Regions from separate parts of the Mus musculus genome. Here region 1 is linked to region 2. Evidence: chromatin contacts called from public HiCAR-type data. All regions are on one chromosome and are shown on one strand. The core of a region is the stretch at or near the end of the contact, and the rest is flanking DNA. Distances in the headings are between cores, read along the strand shown.

The links. HiCAR-type assays count read pairs that join an accessible place to other places.
Region 1: a contact with region 2 is called in a HiCAR-type map of fibro-adipogenic progenitors, with 5 times the contacts expected there. The contact joins two enhancer-like sites. A contact is called at or near these places in 1 of 39 promoter capture datasets (cranial neural crest), 3 of 484 Hi-C or Micro-C datasets (all in uterus) and 2 of 115 datasets of contacts at active chromatin or transcription factors (fibro-adipogenic progenitors and heart atrium).

What each region holds. Positions count from the first base shown.
Region 1 is chr1:45,670,044-45,677,600 of GRCm38.p6, forward strand. No RefSeq gene overlaps it. Among named protein-coding and RNA genes, the nearest start is that of Gm23216, 12 kb to the right of the region's middle. Within about 2 kb of position 5,883, at least 43 of the 459 cell types and tissues checked have an H3K27ac peak or open chromatin away from gene starts, as enhancers often do. A contact at or near this core is called in fibro-adipogenic progenitors and uterus, where this site is marked.
Region 2 is chr1:45,018,411-45,025,166 of GRCm38.p6, forward strand. No RefSeq gene overlaps it. Among named protein-coding and RNA genes, the nearest start is that of 4930521E06Rik, 280 kb to the left of the region's middle. Within about 2 kb of position 3,906, at least 77 of the 459 cell types and tissues checked have an H3K27ac peak or open chromatin away from gene starts, as enhancers often do. A contact at or near this core is called in fibro-adipogenic progenitors and uterus, where this site is marked.

The DNA of each region.
Region 1 (7,557 bases), core at 4,633-7,132, 650 kb after region 2:
TACAGTAAAATAAATTGTATTTTTTTATCTTCTGTTTTTTTTAAATATGTATTAGTTGCATGTTTTAGTGAGGTTTATTGTATTATTTCCACACACTGCATATCATACACTGCTTAAAGCCACTTTTCCTTCATTCACAGCCTCCCACTTTATTCTCTGTATATCAGTATTCTTTGTTCAAGTGAGTGACTTTTGGCTTTCTAATTAACTTTTGAGCAAGGATTTTTTCCTAAATATTTATGGCTATATTTATGACTAATCACTTGTTATTGGATCACACATCAATGGCTGGTCCTTGGAGAAGACTGATTTCATGTTATTCAGCAAACACTAGCCTGTAGTAGTTCTTCTATGGGTCTAGGACCTGGGTCCTTGTGAGATTTTCCCACCCACTTTAGCATGTCAATCAGTGTAATTATGTTTTAGAAATTATTTAAACAGCCATATTACCACTCCTGGGCATATACCCAAAAAATGTTCCAAGGTCACATGCTCCACTATGTTCATAGCAGCCTTATTTATAATAGCCAGAAGCTGGAAAGAACCCAGATGTCCTTGAACAGAGGAATGGATACAGAAAATGTGGCTCATTTACACAATGGAGTACTACTCAGCTATTAAATAAAATGACTTCATGAAAGTCTTAGGCAAATGGATGGAACTAGAAAATATCATTCTGAGTGAGTTAACCTAATCACAAAAGAACACACATGGTATGTACTGAGTGATAAGTGGATAGTAGCCCAAAAGCTCATAATACCCAAGATACAATTCACAGGCCACGTAAAGTCCAAGAAGAAGGAAGACCAAAGTGTGGAGGCTTTGGTCCTTCTTAGAAGGAAGAACAAAACACCCACGGGTGGAGACACAAAGACAATGTGGGGCAGAGACTGAAGGAAAGGCCAGCCAAAGTCTGCCCCACCTGGGGATCCATCCCATATATAGTTACGAAACTCAGAGGCTATTGTGGATTCCAAGAAGTACTTGCTGACAGGGGCCTGATACAACTGTCTCCAGAGAGGCTCTGAGAGATCCTGACAGAACAGATCTGGATGCTTGCAGCCAACCATTGGACTGAGCACGGGGACCCCAATGGAGGAGTTAGAAGAAGGACTAAAGGAGCTGAAGGAGCCTTATCTGGTATCAATGGTAGGGCAGGTCCTTGTTCCTGTGAAGGCTTGTTGCCCCAGTATGAGGAATGTTAGGTTGGTGAGGCCGGTGTGGGTGGGTATGGAGGCACCCTCATAGAAGCAAGGTAAGGGGGAATGGGATAGGGTGTTTGCAGAGGAGAAACAGGGAAAGGGGATAACATTTGAAGTGTAAATAAATAAAATAATCATTTTTTTTAAAGTATGAGAACATCATGAATTTTGCAGGCAAATGGATGGAACTAGGAAATACCATCCTGAGTGAGGTAACTCAGACCCAAAGGACATGCATAGTATGTACTCATCGATAAGTGGATATTAGCCAAAAAGTACAAAATACCTAGAGTTCAACCTACAAACTGTAAGTGTAACAAGCAGAAAAAATATTAATCAAAACATGATGTGATGTTGCTACTTTATATATATATATATATATATATTTTTTTTTTTACGTTAAAAACAAGTCATGAAGAAAGAAAAAAGAAAACCATGGTTTTCAACACAGAGTTTTAATGGAGGTTAGAGACACAGAGTTAACTTAGGAAGCAGTTACAGACCTGAGACACAGGAAACAAAGGGTAAAGATAAACAGAACCTAGGAGATAGCAGGAGGTGCCTCACATCTGGTACTATGAAGAAAGGATGTATGCTGCTGCCGGCAGTGGGTTCCTCTGAGAGAAAATTATGAGACTTCTTATAGAAGTGCCAATAGAAGCAAGAGGCTGGGACTACCCTACAGCTACCATCACAAACTGATGCTTAGTGGTTGAACAGAATAGTAAAATAGAGACTGGAGAATGCCTTGCCCCCTCTCCCACTCTCACATTGCAGTATCAAGTCTTACTCAACGCTTTCAGAAAGCTGAGTCTGAGGTATGTGACTTCTAAGGTCACTGTCCTGGAATCCCAGAGAAGAGTAAGTAGAAGAAAGAATGTGAGAGGTTAACAGACAGTATAGATAGACAGCTCACAAAACTAAGTAAAACTGTGGGTACAAAACTGATGTTGAAAAAAAATCTCTTACAGAATGGGTCATCAAGGGATTTACACATGAGCAAATGAGCACAGTTGAGAGAAAAGAAGGAGAGATGTTCCATTCTTAATACACACGGGGCTGGAGAGATGACTCAGCAGTTAAGAGCACTGACTGCTCTTCCAGAGGTTCTGAGTTCAATTCCCAGCAACCACATGGTGTCTCACAACCAGCTGTAATGGGATTCGATGCCCTCTTCTGGTGAGTCTGACAGCTATAGAGTACTCATGTACATAAAATAAATAAATCCTCAAAAATAAAATATACAACATGAACCAAGAGAGAAGAAAGGAAAAACATTTCAAGTTAATAGAAAAGATCTCTATTAAAAATGGAGGCTAGTGTTGCACATATGTAACCCCAACACTCACAAGGCTGAGCCAAGATTTCAAGACCAATCTGGAATGCACAGTGAAACTCAGTCTCAAAATAAACAAGGGTGCAGGGTATAAGTCAGTGGCAGAATGTTTGCCTAGCATGCAAGGGTACTGAATTTGATTCCCCAGAACATAGGAAGCAAAAGTGAAAAATAACAGTATTTAAAATACTGTGTAATGAAACAAGATCGAGACATGACTCTTAAATCAGTCCCACGAGCCACTATTAAATGTTTCATAAAACCATGCTCCCTGAAATATAGGCTTGACTAGGTCAGGCTCATGAGCTCCACTAGTGAGGAAAGGCCCCAGAGTTAGACAGACCAACAGTGACATCTGCTGCCAGGGACTTACTCTGAAAGTGGCCTGCTGCAGCATTTGCAAGTAGAGTCCTGCCAAACCGAACTGATGAGTCAGCAGGCAGGAACTCCTGTTTGTCGTTTATGCTATTAGAAGGTTTCCCAAGGCGAGCACAGAACATGGGAAAATGGGAATGTTTGAAAATGTAACTAAAACAAACAAAAACAGTGGAGGCTGAGTTGTAAGTGATGAGACAAAGACCTCACTCTATCGTTCTTCATCATGTTCCCCTTTAGCTAAGTAAATTCAAATGAATTCTGTAGTTGTTAGCAAACATGAACTTTTCCGTGAAAAGGATTAATTAAACCATTGCCAGCTACAGTGGATTCCAGCATCATACGCAGGCCAAAGAGAAAAAAGTCCAAAGATCAAAGGAGAGTGTGCATAAAATTTTAGGGTAACCCTTACTTAGAAAACCACTTCCTAATTATCTGTCTACCTACGTCCTTCAACATCTGCTGACCCTCGGGCATTTTTTTTTTTTTTTTTTTTTACTTTTCTGAAAGCTAATGAACATAAGGTTTGAATCAGACATCACATTTAAAATAATAACTGCCAGTATAAAATGTTCAATGTGACTCAATTCTGTAGAGCAAAAGATATGAAAGAAAAAGGAGTTCGGTTCTCGTTTATAAAAATGCAGAATGATAATGAATTCAGTTACTGTGAAAGCAGGTGAGCACAACCAATATTTGTATTAAAGAATTCCTGAGTTTGTAGTTCTTTTCAAAGATTTCTGCCATACTTAATGTGGCATTTTGAGCAAATTATACTTCTCTGGGCCTCATGTTCCAGTGCTGCAAAAATGAAAAGATTGGACTATATGTAGGATGGCAGATGGATTACCTGCTTATGAATTCATCTTATAGCTACATGCAGACTGCACCAGCTGGGTCTATTGTGGATGACAGAACTGTGGAGTCTCCACGTGCACCTCATAGATGATCTGGTTTGCTGTGGAGGACAGAAACATGGAGTATCCATGTGCACCTCACAGATTCTTGCCTCTGGCAGGAAGATCTTACTCTCCCTGCTAACCCCCAGTCGTTGATTCTGTTATTAGCTACGCGTTTAGTGCAAACTATGATTTCCCTCTACAAGGTGCTCAACAAATATTATTTCTGGTATTCACAGTATTCCAAAGACAAGGAAAACAAGCCTCAGAAAATACAAGGAATTTCCCAGAGTCAGAAAACATGGAGTCAATAAGTAAGATAATCTCCTGCCACTCCCTGTCATAAATTATCTTAATTTCTCATATTTTGGACCATACCCTAGCCCTCCTAAAACATAAAAGCCATATATTCTAGCATCATTATGCATTGTCTGCCTGTACCTTAATACACACATGTGCCTGCACAAAGAAAATGCAGCTGTTTGGGCATGAAATTCAGCTAGTCCATACAAACCTGAAGTGACATTACAGAAGCTCTGGGGCAAAAGCATTCAAGAAAGAAAGCTTTTCTTTCAGAAAACAGACTAAAAGAGTAGTTTTCTAAAGATTAAATGCAGTAAATGATAGAACAAATGATATATAAAAGTCATATTCAACTTAAAGAAAATGTTTTTATTAACTGAATGCAGAATGATACTAAAACCAAAGTTGGAAAAATCCCTATCTATGTGTCACTGTGTGTTGTACCAATTTGGATGTCTAGCTGATGTCTGCTACAATATTCAGAGTTGTATTTGGTATAAGGGAATATTCAATAAGTACTGGTTGATGGTACTGGTTTATAAATAATGTGAACAATTAATTAATACTATGAACAATATTTCTGAGGTTTCCTTAATTTGAGGCAGTGACTTGGCTTTAGCCATACTTTAGGTTATAGTATCTGTATAGAGCAGAAAACACTCTAACTTTCCATTAGAGCACACTTACCTCTTCCATCAGATCGCAAAACCATCAGCAGCCTTCAAAAGTGGTCAATAATTGCAGATTTACTCACTGATGTTTTCAGTGAAAGAAAATTGCCTTTGGAAAATTACAGGGAAAGATAGTCTTAAAAAAAAAAGCCAGATACAAGAGTGGACCCATAGAAGAAAAAAAAATGAGTACTAGCAGCCAAATTAGATTTTATACCAAAGTACTGTGTGGTCTTGTTATTACCTAGTTGATTCATCTCTGTTATAAACATTTGTTCTTCATTTGTGAATAAATTCTCCAATTACTCATCACAAGGAACATACTTACAAATCAGCCTAATTTTAAGAGGCAGGTAAGTGAAGCTAGAGAGATGGCTCAGTTAAGAGCACGTGTGGTTCTTGTGACATACCAGGGTTCAGTTCCCAGCACATACATGGCTGCTACTCCCTCTTCTGGCCTCTGTGGGCATCCGGCACATGTGTGATGCACAAACAGACGTGCAGGCAACCACACATACACACATAACAAAAATAAATAATCACTTTTAAATTTAAAAAAATCAGACATAATTGGTTGAATACAGGCATATAAATAAATTAAAATACAAAAATCACAAGGTATATGTACACTGGGAACAAAAAGTAATTTTTTTCATGGGAAGAATACTGAGAGATGAAAGATCAGAAAGACACAAAAGCACATGAAGGAACTGGAGATCATTGTGTTTCTATAGACACCAATAATTTATGTTTTTTCATAATATTAAAATACTAATAAAAGATAAACCTGAAATACAGACCCACATGTACATAAAATAACTCTACAAAGACAACAGTCAGCAATTACTGAGAAAGACTTCTTATCTAACCATGCAAAGCAAAGTCCTACATTATATTTTATGCCTAGTGTTTGGCATCAATATCATTCCAGGGTGTGAAGGCACAACATGATATCATGCGCTGAACCTGAACAAGAAAGTTCTGCAGAATGCTGTTCGACAGTCTCTCCATGACTAATTCTGTTTGCAGAGTGAGCTGTGGCTGTGGTCATATTCAGCCAGCCAAGACAATGTTTCCAGAGTGTAATTGTTCCAGGCATCAAGGCACTTTACAACATGTTCCCATTGCCTTTTGATACTCTATGGCCAGGAGACTGCTGAGAAAATATTATTCACCAGAATTAGACTGGACTAGTCAGCTGCCTGGTTATTACATCGCACGTCAGCTCAAGCCATGTCTGCAACTGAACTCACCAGATGTTTCCAATTTCTCTTCCTTCTGAACTACAAGTTGAACTTTTTTCCTGGCTTTGAAATATTTTAAACAAATAGTTTTCTGGGATGTCTCATAAAACTTACATAATAAAGTCCCAGGTAGTATCATAATAAGAGTCCAGGCTCTCCTGAGCTGCCATAGACCTGACCCACCTATTGCCACTCACATTCTTTTAATGAGGTTTTCACACAGGAGTCTCATTCCTATCTAGAAATTTCCATCAAGCTGACACATTTTCTTTTCTTTTTTTTTTAATTTTTATAAGATTTATTTGTTCCTTCTTTTATTTTTTTAAATATTTTTCATTATTGCGTATTTTCCTCAATTACATTTAGAATGCTATCCCAAAAGTCCCCCATACCCCCCCCACTTCCCTACCCACCCATTCCCATTTTTTGGCCCTGGTATTCCCCTGTACTGGGGCATATAAAGTTTGCGTGTCCAATGGGCCTCTCTTTCCAGTGATGGCTGACTAGGCCATCTTTTGATACATATGCAGCTAGAGTCAAGAGCTCCGGGGTACTGGTTAGTTCATAATGTTGCTGCACCTACAGGGTTGCAGATCCCTTTAGCTTTTTGGATACTTTCTCTAGCTCCTCCATTGGGGGCTCAATTCTGAAACTACTATACACCCTCTGTTAAAGTATTAAATAAAATACATTTTGCATGCAATTAAGCTCTTTTATGCACAAAAGTCACAAATTTTATGCACATAGTACACCTTTCAAATACGTACTATGTTTTCAAGGATACCCAAAGATTTTGCACATACTTAAAAAGAAACATACAAGAATATTCACTACAGTCATTTTTAATCAAGAACTGGAACTTAGAATCAGCAAGCACACCCTTATTAATAGAAATTGGCAGTGAATTTTATATTGTGTCCAACAGAAACACTACACAAACTTAACATAATTATGCATTATGCATACAGATTAGGATGAAAAATCTCCATAATGATAATTAGGTGAAAAAAAAAATCAGAACTAGGTCAACACAAATATGTATGTGTAAATACACACAAATACCTACATATACTATATAATTTTGTAGCTGTGGATTTTATTTTGTTTTAATGTACAAGAATTCTTTACTTAAATATAAATAACATTAGAGAAATAGATCAAAATGAAAATAAACTGAAAATATGAGGATTTAATAAATCTACACACATGAATTAACAGAAAGGAAGAGGGGGTAAAAAGGAAGAAGAGAAAGCAACTAGCTCTGGGAGTCCCTGCTTCCCAAAGGCCTCGAAAATGTGACATGACATGACATGTCATGACAACTTTCAGCAGTGCTACTGGTGCCCATCTCAGCTCAAATTCTTTGTAGCTTCTCAGAAGCAGCATTTGACCCTTCACCCCAGTTTCCCCTCTTCCATTAATTATCTTGCCCTGATTCCCAATATGGCCTCTGGCAGCCCTCTCAGCTCTCTGTCAGTCCAGCACCTCCTTTCCTACCCACTAAAGTTATGTCTTCAAAGTTTTGGC
Region 2 (6,756 bases), core at 2,656-5,155:
CCATTTTCAGTGAAACCAGAGATGACAAGGAGGCATTCCTCCTGATTCCAAAGTAAGCCCCAATTTTATTACTGCAGAGAGCATATCTTATTGACTGTGAGGCTTTCAGCAATTAGAATGTCCACACAAGACTTATCTGTCAATTATGTTTTGTTTATTCACACAAACATTACTTATACTATTATGCTTATATAAAAGTTAATCAGCCATCTCACCAAGTTGGCAATTGGGCAGAAAATGCTGCAGGCTTCCACTGGGGAAATGTTCTCTAGCAAGGATAGTTCAGAAGCTTGCAAGCTTTAACCTCATCCACATGAAACACTTCAACGGTGATACACAGGGAGGATGGCCACTGATGGAGGTCCAGGGAGCCCTTGAGAATGTTGGCCTTGTCTACCACTGACAGGCAGGCATGTGTAATCCCAGAGACAATGCTGGAAGTTCAGTAGTGATGGATGTAGCTTTTTGCTATGAGGGTTGATAGTTTGGGGCTGGTTCCCTCTCTAGCATATCAATGTCACATTCAAGTATGTTCATTAGTTTATCAGGACTGTTTGGGGCTTATCTTTTATCTGAGCTGCTGGCTGGCTTGCTTGTGACTTGTTTCTGAGGCCATCTCTTATCAGAGCTGCCCTGGTGGCCCACTCTTATTTTATAGGCATCATATTATTACAAGTCACACAGAATGAATTTTAAGTTACCTGAAAGGGTTAACTTCCAATCCAACCACTTTGTTAATATCATAAATGCTGCATTTATGAAACTGAAATGATTGTGCACTAAACTACACCATTTCCTGGACGTATAAGTGGTTTATTTATTTTTATTCCTCAAAGTTTAGTGTAGAATCATTACTGAGTATAAACAGAAGGAATTTAAACTTGAGGCTAAACTTTGGAAATGGTAAGAAAGAAGTGGGTAAATTTCAGTGTTCACAGACCATTAGACATATTGGAAATGGATCTTGCAGATGCCTCTATTGCCAGTCAACAAATGCAAACAGTGCTGTGCCTTTAATATTGCAATGTCTGCATACTCCAGCAAGCCTCAGTCACAGTTCTGACTTTTGGTATTCCATTCAGCACTTGTTTGCCTTAAAACCCCAGATTTTAGCCCATTTTCAGGACAGGAATTCAAGCAACCAGTCACACAATACTTATAATCCAGAGCAGAGAGAAACATATCACTGTGTCATTTTTCATAGAAAAATGTGTCTTATAGAACTTAGGCCTTGCTGTCTAGGGCACAGAGATGCTCTTAATAATTTTAAAACATCAGTTAACAATCAAGACAGCCTCCAACAGACATTCCTATAACCTTCCTATATTGCTCCCCAGCTGATTTGAGATTGTGGCAACTTGACAGTTAAAGTTATCTGGCACATATTCCATTTTTTTTTGTACTTGGTACCCTAGATTTAATAAACAAATGAAGGTCAATACTCTATGATTTTAGACAAATTATGTATGTGTGTATCTCTTTCACATATAGATGCTATAGTCTTTGTAACTCAAAAGTCTATAAAGCAGTGTCCTAAATAAAAACAGTTTTCCCTTGAAAGAAATTTTGTTACTATATTCATTGAAGATGTTAGACAGTGATTTTTTAAAAGTAGCATTCCCTCCTCTTTTCAAATGACTCTACATTTCTCTGTTTTCATATTCTTTGTCCCTCTATGTAGGAGAAATGCACAGAAACAACAAAGTCTATTTCTGAAGAAATGATTGCTCCAATTTCCAGGAAAGGAAAGAAAATTGTATATCTAAAGCAAATGTGATTGATTTGGAGGAGACAGATTAATATTGCTAGATGATAACAACATAGAGGAAGCTCAAATATTACATGGTAATAATCTTGAACCCTTTTCCATTATTAGTGATGCTCACAATTTACAAACATATTTATGGGCCCCTAATCTTTTTTATTTGAATGAAAAAATGAAAAGTAAAATCTTGGCAGTGGTTCCATAGCTTCATGTCTTCAAGGCTATATGCCAGAGTTACCTATCAGCCAAAGGGCTATAGTCAGCAAGCTGTAGTCAATGAAAGCCATTTTGGCTCAGAATTCAATTTCTTCTCTCTTCCCTGATCCTTCCTCACTCTCTTTTTGCCACTTGCCTTTCTCCTACATTGTGTCCCATTTCTTCACCTTCTATTATGTGTTCTTATATTTGGTTCACTGAAACACAAAGAGGAAGGCTGAAATGTCCAATGTCCATTTGCCTCCTCATATGGATATTTCTACCACACTTTACAACATTTTCCCAGCTTCAGCAAGGCTCTGTTCATGTGGTGTTTAGTGAAGCTGCATTCCTAAGGGAGTTCATCATTGTTTTTGATTGTATGGACTTGAAGCTTTCCAGACCTTTTACCAGAGAAGGCTTCAGTAAATGGACTTAGTAAAGTCAGGATAAAAATAACAGCAGTCACACTGACAACAATATTTATACAATACTTAACTGTTAGAGACCACAAGAAAATTACTGACATTTTTCTGTTTATGAAAACAGGACCTGTAGAAGTAACTCTGGGGTTTTAAAGAATTCTATACTGACTTTAAGCACAAATACTTATGTGTTTTATTAAACAAGTTCTCAGGTATCCCTAACAGCAATCTTATGTCCCCAATTTTCCACACAAAAGTATCTATGAATCTAGATCAACTTACATATAATATTAAAAGAAGAATTATATCTTTATCTAAAGGAAGAATGAAATAAACTAATAAATGAGGATGAATAAATCTGTTGAGGTTTAGAGATTTTCAAATAGATGATTTCCTGAAATTCTAGATTTTTCCCCCCTCTGTTTTATAATTTCCCTTTTCTCTAGCAGCTACATGGTGTAGTATATCTTTCTGTTCAGACTCACTTTTGCCCTTGGGCTCATTTTCATTTCTCTTTTCCTTAGGGAGGGAAGCTGGGCGTGGGAGCTCAGGCTCCACTGTTAGCTTCTAGTCAACGTGGCATGGGAATCTGCTTGTGAATCTGTTCCTCATCTGATTGTCTATGAGAACAATTGCTCTTTGATTAGAACCATCTGGTTCCCACTAAAGTTATTTAATCCATGTGTTTAACCTGCCTAGAATCCAAGTGCAAACTGCTCATGTGGACCAGTTGCTGATATCATGTAATTACTAGATAGTGTGGGACTTGCTAAACACTAGCCACCACCAATGACTCACTAAAAATTTTTTTGTGCTGATATTAGAGCAGGAGAGAAAGGGGAAAATGGAAGAAATGGACGAGGGAAGTGTATAAAATTGGGTCATGAGAATGAGTGTAAGCCAACACTCATAGAACCAATCAGTATGGAACTGACCATGTCCTTAAAACTTGACTTTACTAACTATAAATCTATCAGTAATATTTTCAGAACATTTCACAATATGATTTATAATATTCTTTCTCAGTATTAGTAACAACATGGGGGGGGGAGAAAGAAAAACAGAGAGAGAGAGAGAGAGAGAGAGAGAGAGAGAGAGAGAGAGAGAGAGAGAGAGAAAATGTCAGAGAGATGCAAAACACCAGGAGATATACCTACATCCTGTCAAGGTTATTTATTGCAAGTTCATGGATCTGAGAAACACATTCGTTTTACACTTCGTCATTGATGTTTTGCTTTTATGACATTTTAGTGGAAGTATTTGTTAACATTGTCAAGGGATTTCCTAGCTAAAACATAATCAAAATTTCTTTTTGAGAACCATTTCTCTTTTTATCCTAACTCCATCTCTTTGATCTTCTCAACTAACTAAAACTCAAAATGTTGTGATTTGAAAGAATTACAGCAAATCAGACTTCACTGGAAATCATATAATAGCTTCCCTCCCCTGGTGTTTGACTGTAAGCAAGACCCAAGAGCACTATCCTTGCCTCTCCTTTCTGTTAATTCCTGTTTGTACATGCAGAATGTAGGGCAGTGACTCACAGTACTGGCCCAGAGCCACACAGCTGGATAGACACAGGGTGCATTTCATAATAAAAGGGTCAAGAAAGAAAAATGGTGTTTGTTCATTTTAAAAAATTCTACATGGATTATTCTTACAAAAGCAAAACCTTATGTTTCTAAGGAAGTAGATTTATGGAAGATACATTTTTTTAAAATTGTAACTCCTCATTGCTGAAGAAATCACACATTTTGGTTGTAGAAAATAGAGAAACAAAGCCTGAACTAAGCAGAAACCTATCTCTCTGTTAGCTAGCTTTCACCGGGCTGGTATGTGCTTTGTTGGCTGCTGGCAACCACTAGACATCAATGGCATAACCCTGTGTTGGACCCTGCATTCTAAACAATACTGACCTACAGGACAATATGTACTATTGATGCTAAGAGTAGCAAGACTGTGTTTATGGGCTAACCAACCATTCTTTTGATTAGACCTGAGATCTGCTCCTCACTGGCAAATTCATGTATGGGTATTGGAAACTTGGTCAAAACCCATGAAGGTGGAAGTCATAGTCTGAAAGAGGAAACCTATTTGTTTTATTTTGCAAAATTCATGTTATCAGACTGCCCTCTAAATATTTACATAAATGTGCACAGATTTGCTTTAAACTTAACCTTGAGCAGAGAGCATCTTACTGTAGTAGGCAGCTTCTAATGAAGAGACTCATCAGTGTTCAAAGTGCTAAGAATAAGTGACTGTGAGTGCTTTGTGACACATAAGGACATCTATATCAGCCCTCCTCCATACCAACACTCAGTGAATGCCATACAAGAGGAGAAAGAATAGATAAATTAATTAGAAAATACAGAGGAGTGGTGTGAAATGCTGTCCTTTGGACATAATGCAATAGTTGCTCACATGAACTTACAGTAGATATAGCTACCTGCACAGATCAAGACATTTAAAAATTTTAGCACACAAAGAAGCTGGGCTCCTGAGGCCCCACACCTTCCCAGGAAGCTCTTGGAAGTTGATCGCTGCTGGGAGCAGGAGAATCACTTTTCTTGGGGAATAGCAACTGGAAGATTACCGTAGCCCCAGTCGATAACAATCCACATCAGTGCATATAATGGCAGTAGTAATTGGACTTCGTGGAGTGATTTGTTTAAAGAGACATGGGGGCTGGATAAATGACTCAGAACTTAAAGTGTTTACTGCTCTTCAAAGGACTTCAGTTCAGTTCTTGGCAACTACCTCAGTTGGCTCACAACTGCATCTCCAGATCCATGGTATTTTATTTTCCCTCTGGACTATATAAACACTTAACTCACATGTATAACCCCCCCATACACACACACATGTATCCAAAAAACCACACACATGCACACACATACACACACACCACCACCACTATCATGCTTAATAATGAAACAAATCTTAAAGGATAAATAATAGATGGGAGGCAATTGTATTTGGAGAGGGAGGGAGTAGTGGAAAGAGGGCATTAGATATGATCAAGATACATTATATATATATATATTTGAAAATTTCAACGAATAAACAAAAAAGGAAAAGAAAATGCATACTTACAGTAACTTATTCAAGTTATCTAACAACTGTTTATAGGAAAATACTTAAAAGCAGCCATTCCTTTTAAATGTTACTCATCCAGTAAGAGGAAAATTTAATTAAAAGAAATTTAACAAATTTAATAAAGAAATAAGTACGCAATAATTTTGGAATTTTAATTAACTGAATAGTAGAGGAATTATATGTAAGAAAAAAGAGGACACTGGAAAACATTTTACAGGCCTGACAAATGGGTCAACTTAGAAATATCTGTACTTCACCTTAGAAAGAGTGAGGAAGCCAATAAGCAATGCCAAAACATATGTATCTGTGATATCATTTCTCATCTGTACTGAATGTTGTATAGAAGTTGATTAAGGTGTAGCATGGAAAATCAAACCAAAATAAATTATTAGTTGGTTTATGATATACCTTCTAAAAAATAGTGAATCCTCTTAAGAGAAAATACTGTTACTTCAGGCTCAACTAACAGAATATTCTACTATATCTGAAATAAATTACATGTAAGATCTGAATTTCTTAGCAGATCAATCATTTTAAAATTCTGGTGATGAGAAATTATGCCTGAATCTACTCCCATCCTCAATTCATGGTAACAAATTCTTTATGTGAGGTGCTTGAAGTCAGGGTAAGAGCTTTTATAATAACTTTTGTAAAACTGTTATAAATATAACCATTATAAAAGTATTATAATAACTATTGTAAAATATGTTTATAATAACTAATATAAAATTTTCTTTAAATTATTCTTTGGAGGAATGGGTATTGTGACATACTATAAGTAGAAATGAGACTGTGGACAAAGATTTGTACATGAGAGAGATTAAAAACATCTTTTAATTAAAAAGAAATAAGAAAGTGGGGTTTAAAGAGGGAACGAGGCAAAAATGGTTTGGTTTATATCCTAATAAAGGGGGCCAAATATTTGAATCTTTGAGAATCTCAGTGTTTAATGATGCAACTTAAATGTTGGAAATTTTTGCTGAGCAAATCACCTAGTCTTTCACATATACAAATGTTTACAAAGTTTATAATAAAATAAGAAGTGCAAAGATCCACCTCAAAAATGATCAAATGAAGCTGGGCACAGTATTTGTATTGAGTACTCTTCAGTTGTCATGATAAAATCCCAAGGACAAGGTAACTTAGAGGGAGATTAGTTTGGCTTATGGTTTTAGAGGGTCAGAGTCCCTAATAGTCAGAACAGTATGGCAAAAGTTGGCAGGCATACTGGCAGAAGCAGGTAGCTGAGAGATCACATATTCAACTATAGGTACG